2 separate regions of the Danio rerio genome follow, and region 2 is linked to region 1. Evidence: chromatin contacts called from public HiCAR-type data. All regions are on one chromosome and are shown on one strand. The core of a region is the stretch at or near the end of the contact, and the rest is flanking DNA. Distances in the headings are between cores, read along the strand shown. Region 1 overlaps zgc:110158. Region 2 overlaps keap1a (kelch-like ECH-associated protein 1a).

What was found. HiCAR-type assays count read pairs that join an accessible place to other places.
Region 2: a contact with region 1 is called in a HiCAR-type map of caudal fin, with 5 times the contacts expected there. The contact joins two enhancer-like sites. A contact is called at or near these places in 4 of 18 Hi-C or Micro-C datasets (caudal fin, embryo and hematopoietic stem cells) and 1 of 4 datasets of contacts at active chromatin or transcription factors (caudal fin).

What each region holds. Positions count from the first base shown.
Region 1 is chr2:44,658,031-44,662,925 of GRCz12tu, forward strand. All of the region lies in intron 5 of zgc:110158, which reads right to left. Among named protein-coding and RNA genes, the nearest start is that of znf622, 36 kb to the left of the region's middle. Within about 2 kb of position 2,686, at least 29 of the 62 cell types and tissues checked have an H3K27ac peak or open chromatin away from gene starts, as enhancers often do. A contact at or near this core is called in caudal fin, where this site is marked.
Region 2 is chr2:44,845,404-44,850,298 of GRCz12tu, forward strand. It overlaps keap1a (kelch-like ECH-associated protein 1a), which reads right to left. Exons shown (of 7, transcript NM_182864.2): 5 at 1-61. Among named protein-coding and RNA genes, the nearest start is that of keap1a, 18 kb to the right of the region's middle. Within about 2 kb of position 2,823, at least 7 of the 62 cell types and tissues checked have an H3K27ac peak or open chromatin away from gene starts, as enhancers often do. A contact at or near this core is called in caudal fin, where this site is marked.

The DNA.
Region 1 (4,895 bases), core at 1,436-3,935:
GTCGGGCTACCAAAATTTATCAACAGTTTGCCTGGCGGGCTATCTACTGTAGATGACCCGCTGGGCACGGTGTAGATAGATTTTAGTAGCCTGACTGAAAAAACAATATCCTCAGGACTTCAGGCAACTATTTAGCGAGTTAAGCAAAAGGCCTTTAAATTAATTTTTTAGTTTCACACAGCAATCAAACAAGTTTAAATCATACAAATCACAGCATCCCGATGAACTGAACACTGATCTTTAATTAAAATGTGTGTTTTATTTTGTACAGGATAATAAAATAAAATAAACAAAAAGCCAATTCATTTGAAATAAATAAAAGGGCTGCACAATATTGGAAAAAAAACTGCAATTTATATTGCGATATAAATGCAATTTTACCAGATGATTTGAATAGCTTGTAAAGAATTCATCATTTTAGATCGATTTAGATGAATCTGTAGCGTATCTGCATAAAATATCATTCAAAAGCAATGTTCACAGATACAAATAAACAATGACTTTGTTTACATGAACACCAGTGACCGAACTAATCTGAATAAGACAATAATATGATTTAGGTGTTTACATGATTTCTCTTTTTGAACGTTTCTTTCATGATCTCGTTTTACATGTTATAGCACATCATTTGATTGCGTCACCACACTATCCACATTTCCTCCTGAGTTTCATGTAATTAGAGGTGTTTCATTTTTAATTTGTCGACTTTAACTGCAGTTTGACACTTTCACTTTCATTCAGGAACATTTCATGCATGCCACCCGTGACAAACGAGATACTGGATGCGAATATGAACTACTAGAAGAGTGTAGTTTTAATGTAATTTGATATTGCACACCGTATACAAAAAACCTCCACATTTGATGCAGGTGTCTGTGGTCTTTCACTGAATCTTTAGGTGCAGAGAATAGTGTAAAGCTGTTTGTGTATAGACTATCCTGTCACAAAATGCAGCGAAAATCCTACACGATGGTAGAAGTTTGATTGCGGTGTTTACATGTGTGTACTGCACTTCAATAATGCGACTAAAATCAGCATACTCCACATGCTTTAATTCCATTTCTGTTTAGTTCGATTATGACCTTAATCTGATTAAATTAATTTAAAAAATCCCTGTTTATATAGTCGGCTACTTATCAGAGTATTGTCTTGATCGCAATTGAATCGTATTAATGATGTTCATGTAAACGTACACAATAATTGATGATTTTCTGGGCCGTTAAACAATATTTAGCAACACAAATTAAATTACCACCATATAATAATAAAAATAACAATAATAACACTATCATGAGTAAATAATTATAAAATGTACAATTAATCTTTAAGCTACAAACATTAGATTTGCCTTAAATGCTTACACACACTGTAAAAAACTATATGATCAGTTAGTCCTGACAGCATTTAAGGTCACTGTAACTTATTAAACCAAGTTAATCCTGTTTTAACTTAATTGTATAAGTTACACAAGCTGTTTTAAGTCAGTTTAACATAAGTTTGATGGACACATAAGGTTAATTTGATTCAGCTTTAAAATTTAAAGCAACCAGGATTTATTTGCAGTGCAGTCGCAGGCCTTAAAGACACATGAAATTAATCAAGTTTCACTCTAAAAAAATTTTAATGACTCCAATATGTTGTTAACTGTAATGTGTGGTCTACTATAATATAATCCCAACTGCATTGCAGATCCTTGCGATGTGACTATTGTGGACTCGCACATTGCGATATCAATAATGAAACGGTATATTGTGCAGCCCTAATGTCCATTTGTCAATATAATTGTATACGTATGAATTTAATGTAATAGTGACCAATACCAAAAACATATTATTTAAAAATATAATAAATATAAAATATCATAAAAAGATCATATTGCTCAAACACACACACAGTTTAAATTTTTAGCCCTCACGTGTAAAATATATATTTATTTATATATTTCTCAAATGTTTTCATTTTCAACAACATTTTATACAACAGTTTTAATAACTAATTTCTAATAACTCATTTCTTTTGTCTTTGCCATTAGGCAATTAAAATATTTAATCATGTATTTTGCAGGATACTAGTTTTCAGGTTTAAGTGTGATTCAAAGACTAGGTTGAGATAAGTTAATTAAGCAAGTCAAGAAATAATATTGACCTTAAAAAATATATAAAAATGCTTTTATTCCAGCCAAACTAAGAAAAAAAGGCTTTCTCCAGAAAAACAAAAAAAATATATAGGAAATACTGTGAGAATTCCCTTGTTCCATTAAACATCACTTGGGTAATAATTAAAAAAGAAAGAAAAAAAAAAAAGAAAACAGAGGATATATTGTTGTGTAGTTGTATTATACATTTATGCAAATACCAAACACATTTTCTTCATAAATTGCAAAGAAAAAATAGCATACAGACCAGCATTGCTCAGTATGCTGTACAGTATGCTCAGTATGTCTACAGTATGTACTGTGAAGAAATTCCCCGAAATGTGTCGCATAAAACCTATGAAACCCCTTTGCTCTCTAGAACTGTTGCACGGAGCTTCCATTAGTGTTGATTAATGATCAACAGGCCATTAAGCTCAAGTCTAAAACAGTTCTGTAAGGAACCTGAGACTATATGACTAATAGCAAACACGCAGCAAAGGAGCTTAGCTTCATTTCTTCCCCCTCCCTAAACAACAAGCCTGCCCTGAATGAGAAGCATATGCCATAACGGGTCCTGTGCACCCATTCCAGCCAATCACGCTCGCTCTGCAGTCCTGCCTCAAAACAGCCATATATAAAAATCACTTCCGACACCTTTGAGAAGATAATAACCTGCCACTTACGGCATGGCCGGCCTTCAATCTCTATTCTCAGGCCCTAAAGGGGGCAGTTAGCTTGACAGTATTCATACACTCTGAATGACGACCGCTGGACAGCTGCAATAGCGCTTATTGACCACACGGGGGCAGTGTTAACAAAGCATTCACGTACTTGTCTGAGCATTGAACGTCCCCACGTTTTGAAGAAATAAGATGCGTACATTAAACTAATCAATTCAAGTTATGCCGGAAGTTTAGTAACAAAACAAAAAACATGCTCCTCAGTTGGTTTCATTGGAGTTTTGGCCGCCCTGTTGAGTCTGTGTATGTGGTTGTGACCCATGCTTATTACCGCCTCTTGACCTCTGTCCAGTGTTCAGACCTCAGACAAGGCCTCCCGCTGGTTGGAGAGCGGCTAAGGAAACCATCCATCCAACACCAGCGGAAATCTCCACGCTGACCACCACAGCCGCAGAACAACACATCTGCCCGGGGTACAACAATGACCCTTCCATGCCAATCCAAATAACACCACTCTTTTCAGATTCACTACTAAAAGATAATAATGGGTAAAGACTAGTTGGTATACAGCTGTGGATACTCACAATATAGCATATATGCAATATAGCATTAGTTTTGTAACATTGTACAACAATAATTCATATTTTTACATTACTGTGAGGGTTAGGTTTAAGTTGATGTTAATTTAATGGGTAATTTAATAAATAACATGGCTAAAACTTGGTTTAATAATGTTCTTTTTTACATAACAGTGATGTTTGGGTTTAGAGTTGGGGTCGGGTTATGAGTTAATAGAATAGAATTAGTGAATAATTTATTAATTAATATGAATAATACTTAGTAGAATTACTATTATTACATCACGGTGATGGTTGGGATAGGAGTAGATGTTAATAAAATACAATTAATGGATAATATAATGAATAATTCTTGTTAACTTCTGGGTTGCAGCTGTATCCCGTCTAGCAAATATAGCAATATAGTCTAGTGCAGGGGTGCTCAACCCTGTTCCTGGAGAGCCACCTTCCTGCAGCTTTCAGTTGCTACCCATATCAAACACACCTGAACCAATTAATTAGGACCTGAACACCACGTGATAATTACAGGCAGGTGTGTTTGATATGGGTTGCACCTAAAATCTATATATATCTATATATATCTATATATATATATATATATATATATATATATATATATATATATATATATATACATACATATATATCATCGATTATGCAATATATCACTAGAAAACCATACACGATATAGCACAATTTTTGGCGGAATTAAATACTGATATCAATTTACACAATATATCGGCATAACGATATTTTGTTTGCATTTGAATATTTTGCGAGTGGATTTTTAAACAAATAAATTTGTGGACGCATGGCGTTGTCGGCTTTACATTTGGTATTTTGGGTTAGGATTTTATTTATTTTTATTTTTTGTCAGGCACCCAACTGAGATCGAATGCTTTTGGCTGCATTTTTGAGAGATTTAGTTTCTAATTTAAATCATGACTATACTGATACTCAAATCCAACCGGCCGCATTTTTAAATACAGTTTCAAATTTATTTATTTATTTATTTATTTATTTATTTATTTATTTATTTATTTATTTATTTATTTATTTATTTATTTATTTATTTATTTATTTATTTATTTTATTATTTATTTATCACAAACTGTTTTTGTTTAGAAATAAATGTGACCAAAATATAAGATTAAGTCTCTATCCACTAATTCAAAGTATTTTTTATATCTAGAAATTTCACATTTTGTTTTAAATAATTAATTTTATTTTTATTTCCAAATAACGTCACCTCCAAAGACCTCAATGACATTTCAAACATGATGTGATCAATGGCACGCAAAGTCATTAAACTTTACATTTTGGCAAGAAACGTGATCATGTGACACAGTGGCTCAGTGGTTAGTACTGTCGCTTCACAGCAAGAAGGTGGCTGGTTCGAGTCGGGTCAGTTGGCATTTCTATGTAGAGTTCATATGTTCTCCGAGTGCTTTGGTTACCCCACAGTCAAAAGACATGCACTACAGGTGAATTGAATAAAATAAA
Region 2 (4,895 bases), core at 1,573-4,072, 190 kb after region 1:
CCCTAGTCGCGCCACTGACATAGGGGCCACAAACGTCCAGCGGTTTGTTTCTGGGTCATACCTGTAAAAAAAAAAACAAAAAAAAGCAGGAAACACAAACCAGTTATTATTAATAGATACAGCTTTCCACATGAAACAACGAGGAAGTAAACAAAGAATACTTTAATCTGACTGTTCAACTGTGCTGCTGTCAGCATTTCATGTCATCGCTTCAAGAACTCGATTTCCTTGTTTCTAACAATGATATCCAGGGCCAAATACCAATCATAGCTGTAAGTAATTCCCACGAGCTGTTATATGACCAACAGAATGTCACAATCTAAAAAAAAAAACAGCCTTCAGCTAGAAGAGGATGCATTTAACCTGCCAACAATGCAAAATCCTCATTTAAAAGGTTGTGAAGAAGGCTGCTGTTACCGAACCAAGAGTTTCTGTCTGCCAGCACATACTGAGTCTTGAATTTCACACATCTTTGAAACGGCAGACCATCTATCCACATGCATTGTTTGAATTCATGTCAAGCTCCAGTTCCTAAAGAGAACACACACACGCATTTCTTTCACTGCATTCCTGAACAGATTAACTTTCCAATTTGCGCTGCTCACTCAGATATAAATGATCCACAATAGGATTCACATGACTCTGTTATGAATATCAACTTAAGATTCTAAGTAAACAACAAACTCAGTAACAAATGAGATGCAAAGCAGAAATAAGAAGTAAAAGACAAACTTAATGAGGTTAATGGTATATTCTGATAGAGCCATTAATAGTATTAATAATAATTCCTTGCATTTATATAGCGCTTTTCTGGACACTCAAAGTGCTTTACACATTTTTGGGGGGAATCTCCTCATCCACCTCTGGTGTGCAACATCCAACTGGATGATGCAACGGCAGCCATATTGCGCCAGACCGCACACCACACACCAGCTGATTGGGGGAGAGGACACCGAGTGATGAAGACAATGATGATATGGGGATGGTCAGAGGGCCATGATGGACAGCGGCCAGTGGGCAGATTTGACCAGGATGCCGGGGTTAAACCCCAACTCTTTTTCAAAGAACATTCTAGGATTTTTAATGACCACAGAGAGTCAGGACCTCGATTTAACATATCATCCGAAAGACGGCGCTCATTGAGCAGTACAGAGACCCCATCAATTTACTGCAGCTTTAGGACCTACACAGACCGCAGATTGAGCACCCATTGCTGGTCTCACTAACACCACTTCCAGCAGCAACCTAGCTTTCCCATGTGGAAAAGCTTTAATTTAATATATCTTCTTTAAAAGTGATTGTTTTATGCACACAAGCTACTGTTTAAAATTTTGAGGTCTAGGATTTTAGTTAAAAATACCCCTTTTATTCAGCAAGAATGTTAAAAATAAGAGTTCCAATAAAAAATTTGAAAAAAAATATTGTTTTATCTTATCACTGACAAGAAATGGTAATATAGTTTACAGAATTCATTGTAAAAAGCGAAGTTTAATTTAAATTTACTTTAAAAAGTAAATAAACCTGTTGCCTTAAAAGCGTCAAGTTGACTTTCCTTAAGAAAATAAGTTTCTTGAAACATTTCAACAAAGTTGACTTAATATAATTATGTGCATAGTTTATTTACTTAATTATTTTAACTAGTTTAGATTTTTTTTTTGATAAAGTCAATTGTACCATTGGTATGTTGACAACAGATTTGAGGATCCACGTGCATTTTAATAAATGGGGAAGGGTCAGGCAGGCAATGGTCAAATGGGTGCAAACAGTATCATAGGGGTAATCCAGAAGGGTAGTCAAAGTCACAGGTGAATAGTCAGTACAGGCGGCAAAGAATCAATATCAACAGCAAAACAAGGCAAGGATCAAACACGGAAAAACTTAGACAAAGAATTGCTTTGTGGTGTTGCAGACTAACAAGACTCAGCAATGTGTGTGTGAGAGGTGAATATAAAGTCCAGGTAATCAGTCCATGATGAGTAACCAGCTGTGTGTGTGTGTAATCGGGGGAATCAGGAACTGGTGTGTGTGTGGTTTATGATGGTATTTTTAGTCCAGTTTAGTGACAGATGTGTAGTTCTCCAGCGATCTGCAAGGATTAGATCGCTGGTGATCGTAACATCAACTAATCACTTTTTACAGTAAAAAACAAGAGTCAGACATTCCTCTAACACACCTTTTAATTGTAAATCGTGAGAAACTAACTTTTACTGGCCTCTTTTTTTAAATTTGTGTGTGTGTGTGTGTATTTTGTAGTGTAATTTAATGTCCAATATCTTACTTTTCTATTTAGTTTTAATTTATTTATTCATTTAATTCAATATAATTGTGCATTCTGCACAACACTTTGAAAGAAATGACATAATCTCCCCTTTTTGTAACTGGTAGCAGTGTAGTTTACAAACTTTACTGCTTTATAAATAAGACTAATTAAAGATAGTTAAAGCGAAGTCAAGCATTTATCCTTTTTAGCAACAGTTTTACTATAGTTAGTTCAAAGTTGACACTTCCTCATACAAATGACTTGACAATATCCCTTTCAAGCAAAAACGAGCAACCACCTACAGCAGTTCTCACAATAGACAATGGAGCACTTCCTATCTCATATATCATGCAGTACTTGACAAACAACAACCTGACCCTTTTTCGTGTTTAAGCTCCATGAAAACAGTCCATGCGAGTTTCTTCCTACCAGATCAGTCGCCATGCTTACAAACTAATATAATAAATACAAAATATTCATAATTATCACACTCATTATAAAGAAATGTGTTTCTCCTGAAAGGCCAAACCTGACTCTACGCCGAGGAATGTATGTTATGAAACAGATTTGCCTGAAGCTTGTTAGTCAGGATTGATGGCTGTGCTCTGAAAAGAGTGAATCTCTACAAAAACAATGGACGGTCTAAATCAAAACACAGTCTGCAAATGACAAAGTTTTGCAAATGTAGCATGTAGCATGACCTTTCTCCTAATAATTCATTTTTTATCTGTGCGTTCAGTGTGAATGTGCTTCTGTTGCACAGGTGTGCAATGTAATACGAACTCGGTCAACCAACTATTGATATGTCACTCTTCACTGTGCTAATATTTTGATTCCACTAACATACTTATAATAGAAAGGAAATGCAATACAATGGGGAAAACCCCAAAACCCTCAACAGCACATAACCTTTTTCGAGTTGTTTTCTTCCTGCCTCTGCCTTGACCTCACCTCTCAGTGCTGCTGTAATGTGTACAGGACAAGCATGTGAAAGCTTGCATTTAATAGCCTTTCAGGGGAATATAAAATCAGTGTTGTAAATGTAACTTAAATGTGCCATATAATAAAAATCTGTAAATACCTAGGCATAGCTGAATAATAAAAGTTCAATTTAGTGGAAATTATATACAGTGAGCCTCAAACACCATTCATTCCTCCTTCTCTAGTAAATCCAATGTAATATCCTTGTGAAAAACAGCCAATCAGTACGAAACACTAACTCTAACAATCCACATGAGATTAATATGAACGCCACAACATTTTCTAATGTGATTTTCAACAGCCTTTATTTTCTCCTTATTTTGAATTAATAAAAGCTTATATAGTACTATGTGGTGACGCAGTGGATAGCACGTTCGCCTCACAGCAAGAAGGTCGCTGGGTTGCTGGTTCGAGCCTCAGCTCAGTTGGCGTTTCTGTGTGGAGTTTGCATGTTCTCCCTGCGTTCGCGTGGGTTTCCTCCGGGTGCTCCGGTTTCCCCCACAGTCCAAAGACATGCGGTACAGGTGAATTGGGTAGGCTAAATTGTCCGTAGTGTATGAGTGTGTGTGTGTGAATGTTTCCCAGAGATGGGCTGCGGCTGGAAGGGCATCTGCTGCGCAAAAACTTGCTGGATAAGTTGGCGGTTCATTCCGCTGTGGCGACCCCGGATTAATAAAGGGGTCGACAAGCCGACAAGAAAACAAGCCGGCAAGAAAATGAATGAATGAATAGTACTATGTATGAGGACTCTTATTTAAAAAAAAAAAAACAAGCTATAATAATAACTGCATTATAGACCATTTCAATGTGGTGATGTCACTGGTCTATGAATATTTCTTGTTATTAAGCTATTTCATAACTGTAACAAGAGGCAATTCAATCATAACTTAATGTTAAAACAGCTATCGTAACATTATTTATCAATATGTGGCTTTTTGGATTCTCAGAAGCTATAGAAATTAAAAATGTAAAACAGGAAATACGTTGGGACCAATGTTTTTGTTTACATCTCTCAAAATAGTCTATAGAATTCGAGATGAATTATACATTTATTCAGTGCCCCTGAAGAGGCAAAAGACCTGTTTTAATGTTTTTTTTTTTTTAGTTTAACAGTTTTATTTGGTATTTGGTATATTATATGGTATTTTTGTAACATATTATAGGGCTGCTTGATTATGGGAAAAATATGAATGATTCGAATGTACAGAAAATAATGATGCACATCCAGTGCTGCAAACGTTACATGTGCATAAAATCAGCAGTTCTGTATAAATCAGTTCAGATGCAGAGGAATGGTTAAAATACATTTTTGTTATACAAATATATTTGTAGAATAACTAGATTTTTCAACTAAAGTTAGATTTGTTGAACGAAAACACATGCTTAAGAAACCATGAAATTAGTAGGAAATTACTAGGAAATCACACTTATACACTATGGACAATTTAGCTTTCCCAATTCACCTATACCACATGTCTTTGGACTGTTAAGGGAAAACGGAGCGCCCGGAGGAAACCCACGCGCACACAAAGGGAGAACATGCAAACTCCACACAAAAACATCAACTGACCCAGCCGAGGTTTGAACCAGCGACCTTCTTGCTGTGAGGCGACAGCACCACCTACATTGCCACTGCGTGGCCCTCATTTAAAGA